Linked DNA regions of Zea mays: regions 1 and 3 are each linked to region 2. The links are chromatin contacts, called in public Hi-C maps. All regions are on one chromosome and are shown on one strand. Each heading gives the region's core, a stretch centred on a gene start, on an enhancer-like site or on the middle of the called end of the contact. The rest is flanking DNA. Distances are from core to core; before and after follow the strand shown. Region 1 holds the start of LOC100285837. Region 2 holds the start of LOC542286 (anthranilate synthase homolog1). Region 3 holds the start of LOC100381656 (Sterile alpha motif (SAM) domain-containing protein).

Evidence for each region. Hi-C and Micro-C count contacts between places; a contact is called where the count stands out from the background.
Region 1: a Hi-C map of ear shows a contact between it and region 2, with 5 times the contacts expected there. The contact joins the promoter of LOC100285837 here to the promoter of LOC542286 in region 2. A contact is called at or near these places in 5 of 25 Hi-C or Micro-C datasets (bundle sheath, ear, endosperm and 2 more).
Region 3: a Hi-C map of ear shows a contact between it and region 2, with 5 times the contacts expected there. The contact joins the promoter of LOC100381656 here to the promoter of LOC542286 in region 2. A contact is called at or near these places in 2 of 25 Hi-C or Micro-C datasets (ear and tassel).

What each region holds. Positions count from the first base shown.
Region 1 is chr2:43,071,654-43,074,555 of Zm-B73-REFERENCE-NAM-5.0, forward strand. It overlaps LOC100285837, which reads left to right and starts at 1,329. Exons shown (of 2, transcript NM_001372338.2): 1 at 1,329-1,804. The coding sequence starts at 1,424.
Region 2 is chr2:42,788,280-42,791,310 of Zm-B73-REFERENCE-NAM-5.0, forward strand. It overlaps LOC542286 (anthranilate synthase homolog1), which reads left to right and starts at 1,762. Exons shown (of 8, transcript NM_001305858.2): 1 at 1,762-1,916; 2 at 2,012-2,187. The coding sequence starts at 1,805.
Region 3 is chr2:42,356,056-42,358,870 of Zm-B73-REFERENCE-NAM-5.0, forward strand. It overlaps LOC100381656 (Sterile alpha motif (SAM) domain-containing protein), which reads right to left and starts at 1,286. Exons shown (of 6, transcript NM_001174471.1): 1 at 1,100-1,286.

The DNA of each region.
Region 1 (2,902 bases), core at 79-2,578, 280 kb after region 2:
GAGCGCGACGTACGACACGGTGGCGACGAAGAGCACGATGGTGGTCGCCCCGATCGCCCACTCCAGCTGCGCGCGCTGCGGCGCGTCCATCGACGGGTCCGACGCCAGCGGCTGCGGCGCCCCGGCGAGGAGGACGGAGTGCCACTGCTACCTACCGAGGCAACGATACAGTCTGGACAGTAAAAGCTTGGAGGACGAATTTGGATCCATGTCCCATGCGTGCAAAGTGAAATTCTTAATTATTGGTTAACAGAAATGTTGACTCAAATTACTAGAAATTAAAAATAAATTGCTAAACGCATTGTTTTTTACAGTCATACGTTAAAAACAAAATAAATAAAAAAAGAGGTAGTTGAAGTTAGTTGGAATGAAATGTGTATTTTATATGTAGGGTAGGAGATAGGGGAATATGTAGAGGTAACCGTTGCGGGATGAGTAAATATAGAGGAGAAAATTTCGCTGACGTGGCTGCATAGTAGCATATAGAGGGAAAAATTTAGAGTGAACCGCTGCGGACAGCCTTATTCTCTTCTTTTGCACGCACCAGCAGTCAGTCCAGCACCACTCCACCGAAGAGACAGTAGGACTGACCCGTCTCACCGGAACCCCTGGGGCAGTTCAAATGGCCCATCGCGGCTGGCTGGAGTCGTGTGCACCACCCGCTGCGTCGGAAGTGACAGATAGACTGACAGGGCGACGCCGATGCGACGCGGCAGCCGACGGTGGACTTTTTTTTTAATACACAGTATAATAAAGACAGCTCATAACATATTCTTCTATCATTTTTTATTTATCGTATTTTAGTTTTAAAATTAACTAAACAGACGATAAATATTCGAGAATGGAGATAATACCTCATAATCCACGTAAAGTTATCTATATGAACGTAAGTCATATATAAATATTTTTAATAAAACTAGACCGATAATTTTTTGAGATTGATAAAATCGTGACAAATATCTTGTTACCAACCAGAACGTCGACAGTCACACAGATTCTAACGGTCTAACCCCACGACAAGTCAAACCTGACGTGCACAGCCGAGCCGGCGGTGGATGCTGCTCGCGTCGCCCGGCCGACAGTTTGTCAAATGCCTGAGCCGAATCGAACGGACAGTAAAGCAAGGTGCGGCGGGACCATGTGGTGATGGCCCTTGCAACGCTAATCAACGAACGCTCCTCCTGTCGTCGATCAGCATCAGTCGCTTCTCAAACAACGGAGCAAAAAAAAAACGAAACGAAATTCGCCTGGGGAAGGAAAAGGGAACTCACGCCTCGTCTCAAAAGCTGCTCCCACGAATTCCTGGAGCAGCAACCAAAACCCCGAGGAAAACGAAAAAGCCCCCAGCCGAACACCACTCTCTCTCACTCTCCCGGACTTCAGAGGCCGAGGACGCTGGAGCACGCGTCGGTCCGGCGCCCCCATGGACCCAGCCTGCGAGGAGCTCGAGCGCCGCAGCCGCTACCTCAGCGCGCTCGTGCGCCGCACCAAGTTCGCCGACCCGCCCCAGCCCGAGCCGGAGGCCAAGGCGGACGTGGAGCCTCCTCAGCTGAAGGCGCCGCCGCACGTCGGCGGTGAGGGTAAGGGAGGGAAGGATGAGGCCAAGGCGGAGGAGAGGACGCCGATGAAGAAGCCGAGGGGGGAAGCGGCGGCGGCGGAGGCGGAGGGGAGGAAGGTGGCGGTGTGCGTGCGGGCGGCGGACATGCCGCTGCCGCTGCAGCGGCGCGCGGTGAGGATCGCCCTCGAGGCCGTCGCCGCCATGCCGCGGCTCGAGAGCAAGCGCCTCGCGCTCGCGCTCAAGAAGGTACCTATAACCGTGGGCACAAAGCTTCTCCCTCTTGTTTATTTCAGCCGCTAGTGTTTGTTTGTGGATTTGTTTCTGCGCGCGGCTAAACAAAATATCTCAACTGTTACAATGTCAATTTTTTTTTATAAAAAAAGCATGTTTATTTCATCCATGTCTGTATGGCCACGAATCGGAGACAAATAGAAACACGGATTTATGGCATATTCGATTCAGAATAAGATCTAGAGCGTAGGAAGGATTCAAGTAGATGTTTAGCTCTCAAATTCGATGCTCATGCTGCCCTGGCCCAAAATGAAACGGGGGCAGAGACGTTGCCAGACCAGACGGTTCAAAACTTACAACAAATAACCCTATTTACGACATACACGTAGTAAATAGAGGAGGCGGGGGTGGGCGCATTGACCAGTTAATGTGAGGATCGGTGATGGTTGGCTGGCAGAACATATATTATGTCCTAGTAAGTCATATGATTATGGAGTCACACAGCTGAAATCATATTCATATGGAAAGTGCTCAATTTCTCACAGCAGTGATGTCGTTGTACCCGTTACCACTAAGGTCCCGTTTGGTTCATGAAATGTAACGTAAATGCCAACAGTAATGATTCACACTCGAGTACTAGCGGTAATAAATTTGAATATGTCGGTATCAGTTTCTAGTGCTAATTATGGTTGTACTTAAACAAACATGGTTTAACATTATCAGTTATCTATTACGTTACAAATATATGAACCAAATAGCACCTGAGTGTTACTCCATCTCCATGTTTTCTTGTCAAGTTGGCAAGACAACATTCAACTATGCACATTATGGCTTTATTGATCTGATCAAAATGGTGATGCTAGACAAAGTTTGACCAAAAACTTCTTCCATTATTAATTTATTTATTTGTTACAACAAAACCATTAGTGGATCCTTATATGTATAATGTATTTATGTTCTTCCTTATTTCTTATCTGCACCCTTTGTGGCATAAGTTGGTTACCAGTCATGATAGTAAGGTGATAAGATTTGGTTGGTTCTGCCCACAATATTGAGCAAACAATCTCAGTTGTTGCTATTTATGTTCATTCTGTGTCCCCCCCTCCATCGTCT
Region 2 (3,031 bases), core at 512-3,011:
ATATAGAAGTCTTCGGGTCCAGTGTTGCATTCCGAAGAACATCTTGCCTGCAATCTCCATAAAAAAACACCATCTTGCCTGCTGCTGCAGCCTTTGCTACTTTGCAATGACGTTCAGGCGTTCAATGACTGTGTTCAGTCCATGCTAGCTCAAGTCACCGTCGCCATTGGCCACCATGTCCGAGAACATCTGCCGGTGCAGCGAAGCTCTAGGTAGCACGTTGGTCTCCTCCTCGTCGTCTCCGACCTCCAACACCAAGATCATATGACCGGGAATCAAAGCACTTTGGGCTAATTGGCACAATAATCTCTTTCAAGATGGGACAGAGTTTGTTAACACCAAACATTTTGCAGAGCCAGATGACGACGTTGCACAAAATATTGGTCTGTAATCTTTGAGGCCGTCTGCATCTTTGTTTTGTTTTTTTTTCTTTCGGAATTAGCATAATTAATGTGTCATTTGCACGCCTTCAGACATATGAGTGGAAAGGAAGAACTGTTTGATCCCTTTGATGGTCACATCGTCTTCTAGAAGATCCTAATTTCTTTGGATAAATCTACCTGGAAAAGTACCGGAACCTGGGCTTTTATAAGTCCTATTTGGAATAGATCATCACTAGCTTATTTCCTCATCGGAGAAATCCATGCAGAGATGAGAGATCCATGCTGATGTTTGCATTTAGTCTCATCTGCAGGTGTTCAACAATGAAATCGGGTATCACAGAGTCGTCTTTCATGTACAACTTCGTGAAGAAGCGAAAATTTCTGTCCGTGGCGCTGGACAGCACAATTGCTAGAATAGAGAGAGACAGCTGTTCGCTTCGAATTAAAACCAGTTATTCAAAATGTTGCTGCTGCTGCAATTCATTGTGACAAAACACAGTTGAAAGATTAAAACCAAACGAGGTCCTTGCACGGTGTTTCTTTTATAACTCAATCCTTGCACGTGTTGTTTGCCGGTGTAAAGACTTGCATGCTATTTCTAGTTTTTTAATCCAATCTAGTAGTAGACAGTTTGGAGCATAAAAAGTAGAGTGCAACAGATATTTCCGCCCGAGATTCCAAAGTAGCCAATTATTTATCCTAGCTATCAATTCCGCTCGCTAGGAGCGTTTTGTCGATCAAGGAACTTCACTTTAACAGCGGCAAGTACAGTCATCTCTCTTCAATACAGATACGGACGACCGATTCATTCGCCCGGGATCGGATAGAGATCGCATGCATGGACTGTCGACCGATTCCTGCCCCACCCCTGAACATTTTAAAATTAAAATCGATGGACGCATGCGCTAGGCTCGAATCTAACCCAATCCGCTACTTCCTCCCCCCCCTTCCATTCACCTACCAATACCAGCACCACTCGTTCTTTTTTAAAACAATAAAGAAGATGCAACGGAGTGAGACCGGCGTCTCCGGCGAGATCACTGGTGCCGTTTTGACCGCGACGTCGCAGCACCGGAGATCCGCAGGTGTTTACCTGTTCCCTTCCGGGCAGGGCGGGACACCAGCACCACACCACGTCACGTCAGTGCGCGGTGGCGGCGGCGCGAAGTGGAAAACGAGGAAAATGCGCTGCTGCAGCTGCTCCACGCGACTCTCTCTTTCAGTCTTTCTCTCTCTCTCTCCTGTCGTTAATTATTAAACTTTAAACGATAAAAACCCCAGATATCAGCCTGACCCAAAAACGTTTTCTTTTTCACCAATGTCTGTAAAATTCTATTTATAGAGGCAGCAAAACCTCGCCCACTCTACAAACACGTGACACCTCCGCCCACCCTCGCCCCCTCCCTACCGGCACCGCCCAGATGGCCTGCTCCCACATCGCCGCCGCGGGGGTCTCCTCCCCCGCCGCAGCGGCGGCTCGTTCCCCGGCGCATTCTCCCGCTTCCGCCTTCGCGCGCCTCCGGTCGACGCCTCGTACGAATCGCCTCTTCCACCTTCTCTCTCCCCCCCTTCCTGGCTTGGTCCGCCGCACTGTTGACGGGCCGCTTGTATCTGCGTACCACCCGCAGGTTTCGCGAGCGCTGGCTTGTCGGTTAAGGGAAACGGAGCGGCGTTCCCGTTGGTCGCCGCCGCGGGGCCGGCCGCGGCGGCACCGGTGGCCGACCTGGACGGCCGCCCGGCCACGGAGAAGCAGCCCATCATCGTCATCGACAACTACGACAGCTTCACATACAACCTCTGCCAGGTAATTTGTCGTTCTATGTTTCCTGTTGTGGGGGGCCTGTTCCCTTCCGAAATATGGTGTGGGTTATATGTGATCTGTGCGTGCGGTATCCTTGCGACTGGAGATGAGTGGCGGCTGCCTCTGCCTGCGGGCTGTGGCCACACAGGTGGGGTGGGTTCATACTTTGCACGTACCATAGTTCCTGTTTGCGGTTACACATCTGGTTGCAGCTGCAGCAAGCATTTCTGGACATTTGTTTGGACATCTTCCCTCGTTGAGTTGTGTAGTGTTTGGTTGTTGCAAGATGAATTGCTATGCCCAGGTGGGATAGTTTCTTTCATGTGTTGCTCACGATGTTAGTTCAAGAATATTTGCAAGATGAATTGCTGTGTGCAGGGTGAATCTAGAATTTTCTTATGCCGAGGGCCAAGTCAAGTCCATTAAATTTCCTTCCCTTCCTTTTTATATTAACTATTTTTTAGACTGGATCAAATAAATTTATATGGACTTGTATGGATCATGCCCCGGGCCACGGACCGGGTGGCCCGGGGTTTAGATCTGCCCCTGGCTGTGCAGAACTGGAATAGTTCCTTTCACGTTTCACTCGTGATGTTAGACTATCCGCAGCGGTTCCCTCCATATCATCCCCCTAAAGCCCATTTCTTCACACCCTTTAAAAGATTCCATCCCTCTAAATACGAACACCCGTAGTGATTCCCTCTAAATTCATCTCCCTATGCATAATACACCATATTCCTAATATATTTTTAATTAGTTTTTTACATATGTATTTGTCATAGTCTAAAACGACACGTACATATTAATTCTATGTTTAATTCTTAGTTTAGAGTATAAAAAATTAGGG
Region 3 (2,815 bases), core at 36-2,535, 430 kb before region 2:
CCTCAGCCACAGCCGGCCGCCCCCCTCCTCTTCTGCGCCGGCCGCCGCTCTGCTCTCCTCTCCTCAGCCACACAGCCAGCCGCCACTCTCCTCTCCTCAGCCAGCCACTGCTCCTCAGCCAGCCGCTGTGCCGCCGCCCTCGTCTTCTCCGCCGGCCACGAACTGCGACACTACGCCCACAGCAGACCATATTGGTGAGTACTGATTTTGTGCAACCATATTGCCCAACAGTGAATCAATCATTCAAGCTCTATTTGCTCAACCATATTGGTGAGCACTGATTGTGCAACCATATATTCTTGATGATCTTGATGTGGAAGAAGAAATTGAAGGAAGCAATAGTGGAAAAGATGGTGATGATCAAGGCGTGGATGCTCATGGTCTTCATATTGATGAGTTCGATGATGGTTACTTATCATGCATAAGTTGTAACTTATGTGGTTGAACTTGTGTTGTTAAACTTGATCTGTTTCTTTTTATGCTATTTGGTTTGTGAACTCAACTTATGTATGAACTTATTCTATATTTGAATTTCTATGTCAAGTATGAAAGACGTTTCAACATTCGTTTAAACGTTTAAATGTTAAAAAGTTGGTTCATAACGTTTTACCGCTTTAATAACCATGACTATATCCCACAACATCAGAACACCCATACATGTACTTATCATGTTAGCCCAACCTCCCACCCCAACCACACTAGTTAGAAACTCAAAACTACCAAGTGAGCAATCACACATAGATTAAGCCACCTTCCAAAAATCACAGCAGCATCCCTTGATTTGAGGTACGCAGCAGAACTGTACCCTCGATAGTCAACAACCAAATCCAACACCATGCAACCAACTTTTGACACACCAAAACGCGTAGGATCCACCATACAATACCTGATACCCCGCACACTAGACCCAAACTAAGGTTAACCAATGCTATACAGACCTCTACCAGATCATCGGCCCTGTTCTCTCTTGCGGGAGAATCTGCTCTGATGCTAATCAATCAACATTCAAACCATGGAAGATGCCGTAGGGAAAACCGCAATGGAGAATGAGACCACGCTAGCCTTATAAGCATGGGTTGACCCAGACTGGACAGCCCACCTGACCGCTGCGGCCGAGGGTGATGGTGACCTGGTGCCTCGAAGACGCCGACGAGGAAGCCATCTCCACCGCAGCCGACGCAGTCACGCAGAGGACGGCTTCCGCCGGAACCTTAGAGAGGCGAAGGGAGTGGCGCGACCGGACGGAGCGGCTAGGGTTTCAGGGGAATGAAGATTGGGGATGTGCGTTGAAAGTGAGACGTCGTTTACCGGCGCCGGGGACGGAACGGAAGTTGTTGCGTCGCTGGTCGCTGCACACAGACGCAGGTGCGTGCGGGCCTTTTGCGCTTTCCAGATTTCGACGTGCGAGTGTTTGGATGACTCAAGTCTCCAGCTCTAGCGGGAGATTGTTTATAATATTAATTTAAATAGTTTTAAAATTATTTTAATCTAAATAATAAACAAATAGATTATCTAAATATTTTTAAAGGCGTACACGATTTTCTAAAGCACCTAATAATCTACTTACTAATTTTATCAAATTTTCTAAAACTGCAACTGTTCTAAATAAGTCCTAACTTTCTACTAGCAAAATATCCTCTTGCAATGGGTTATACATCTTAGTTTTTCTAAAAAAAATATTGTGCTCCATTTCTTGTCCTGGTCGACTATAGATATACAGCCGGACCGCGCAACACGGTCCAAGTCCGAAAAGACATGGACGGTTATAATTGAATTTTGGACCGGTCTGGCTCATAATTATTACAGCACGTGGCGGGCCAGTTCATGGGGCTGGACTCTCAGCCCAGCATTATTAATTAAATGTGCTGGACTCATTTTGGGACCTAAATATGGATGGATCCAGATATCTATTTGGATGTTAAAATTTTGGCCTTTGTTGGGGACTTGCTCTCAAATGTTATAAATTGAGAACAAGGCAACACCAAAACAGGTTACTTGTCAATGTCCTTCGTTCTTCGAAGCATTATGTCCTCAAGGATATAATGATCTTCGAACGAAGGTCATGAATGGCATACCTTCATCATCTCAACATATATATATATCTATACTACTTATTAAGACTCTAAGGGGTAGGCTGCCCCATTCCTGGTTCTGCCATTCCGATTCCCATGTCCCGTGGCGCCATTCCCATGTCCCACCCGTAGCGTTGCCATTCCGATTCCCATGTCCCGTGGCGCCATTCCCATGTCCCACCCGTAGCGTCACCCGTAGCGTTGCCATTCCGATTCCCATGTCCCGTGGCGCCATTCCCATGTCCCACCCGTGGCGCCATTCCCATGTCCCACCCGTAGCGTTCTGCCATTGTCGGGTCCAAAAAATCTAGCTGTGTAGGAATAAAAGCTCGCGCACAGCCAAGCCTATACAGGTTGCCGCCCAACCAAGACCACAATGTTGTATCCGCACTGACACTTATAAACAGATGCGTGCACAGTTTAGTACCTGATGTGGTACTAAGTTTGGCTTGCAAATACGAAATACACGCTTTCTGGGAGGCCCATTTGCTTGTTGTGGCCCAAACCAAAGCTCACTGTCGAAGCACGGTTAGCGCCTCAGCTGCCCCCCGCGCGTCGTCGCTCCCGTCGCCACAGCACGACCTCCGCGTTCTCCGCCCCTCCCCCACCCTCGCGCACCGTCTCCTCGCTACCGCGTTCTCCACCCCTCCTCCACTCTCCCGCATGAAGCCGCCTCTCACCTCCCGCATGAAACCGCAAGCCGCAAGAAGAGGGATCATGCCCCCGCACTCTCTCTCTCTTGA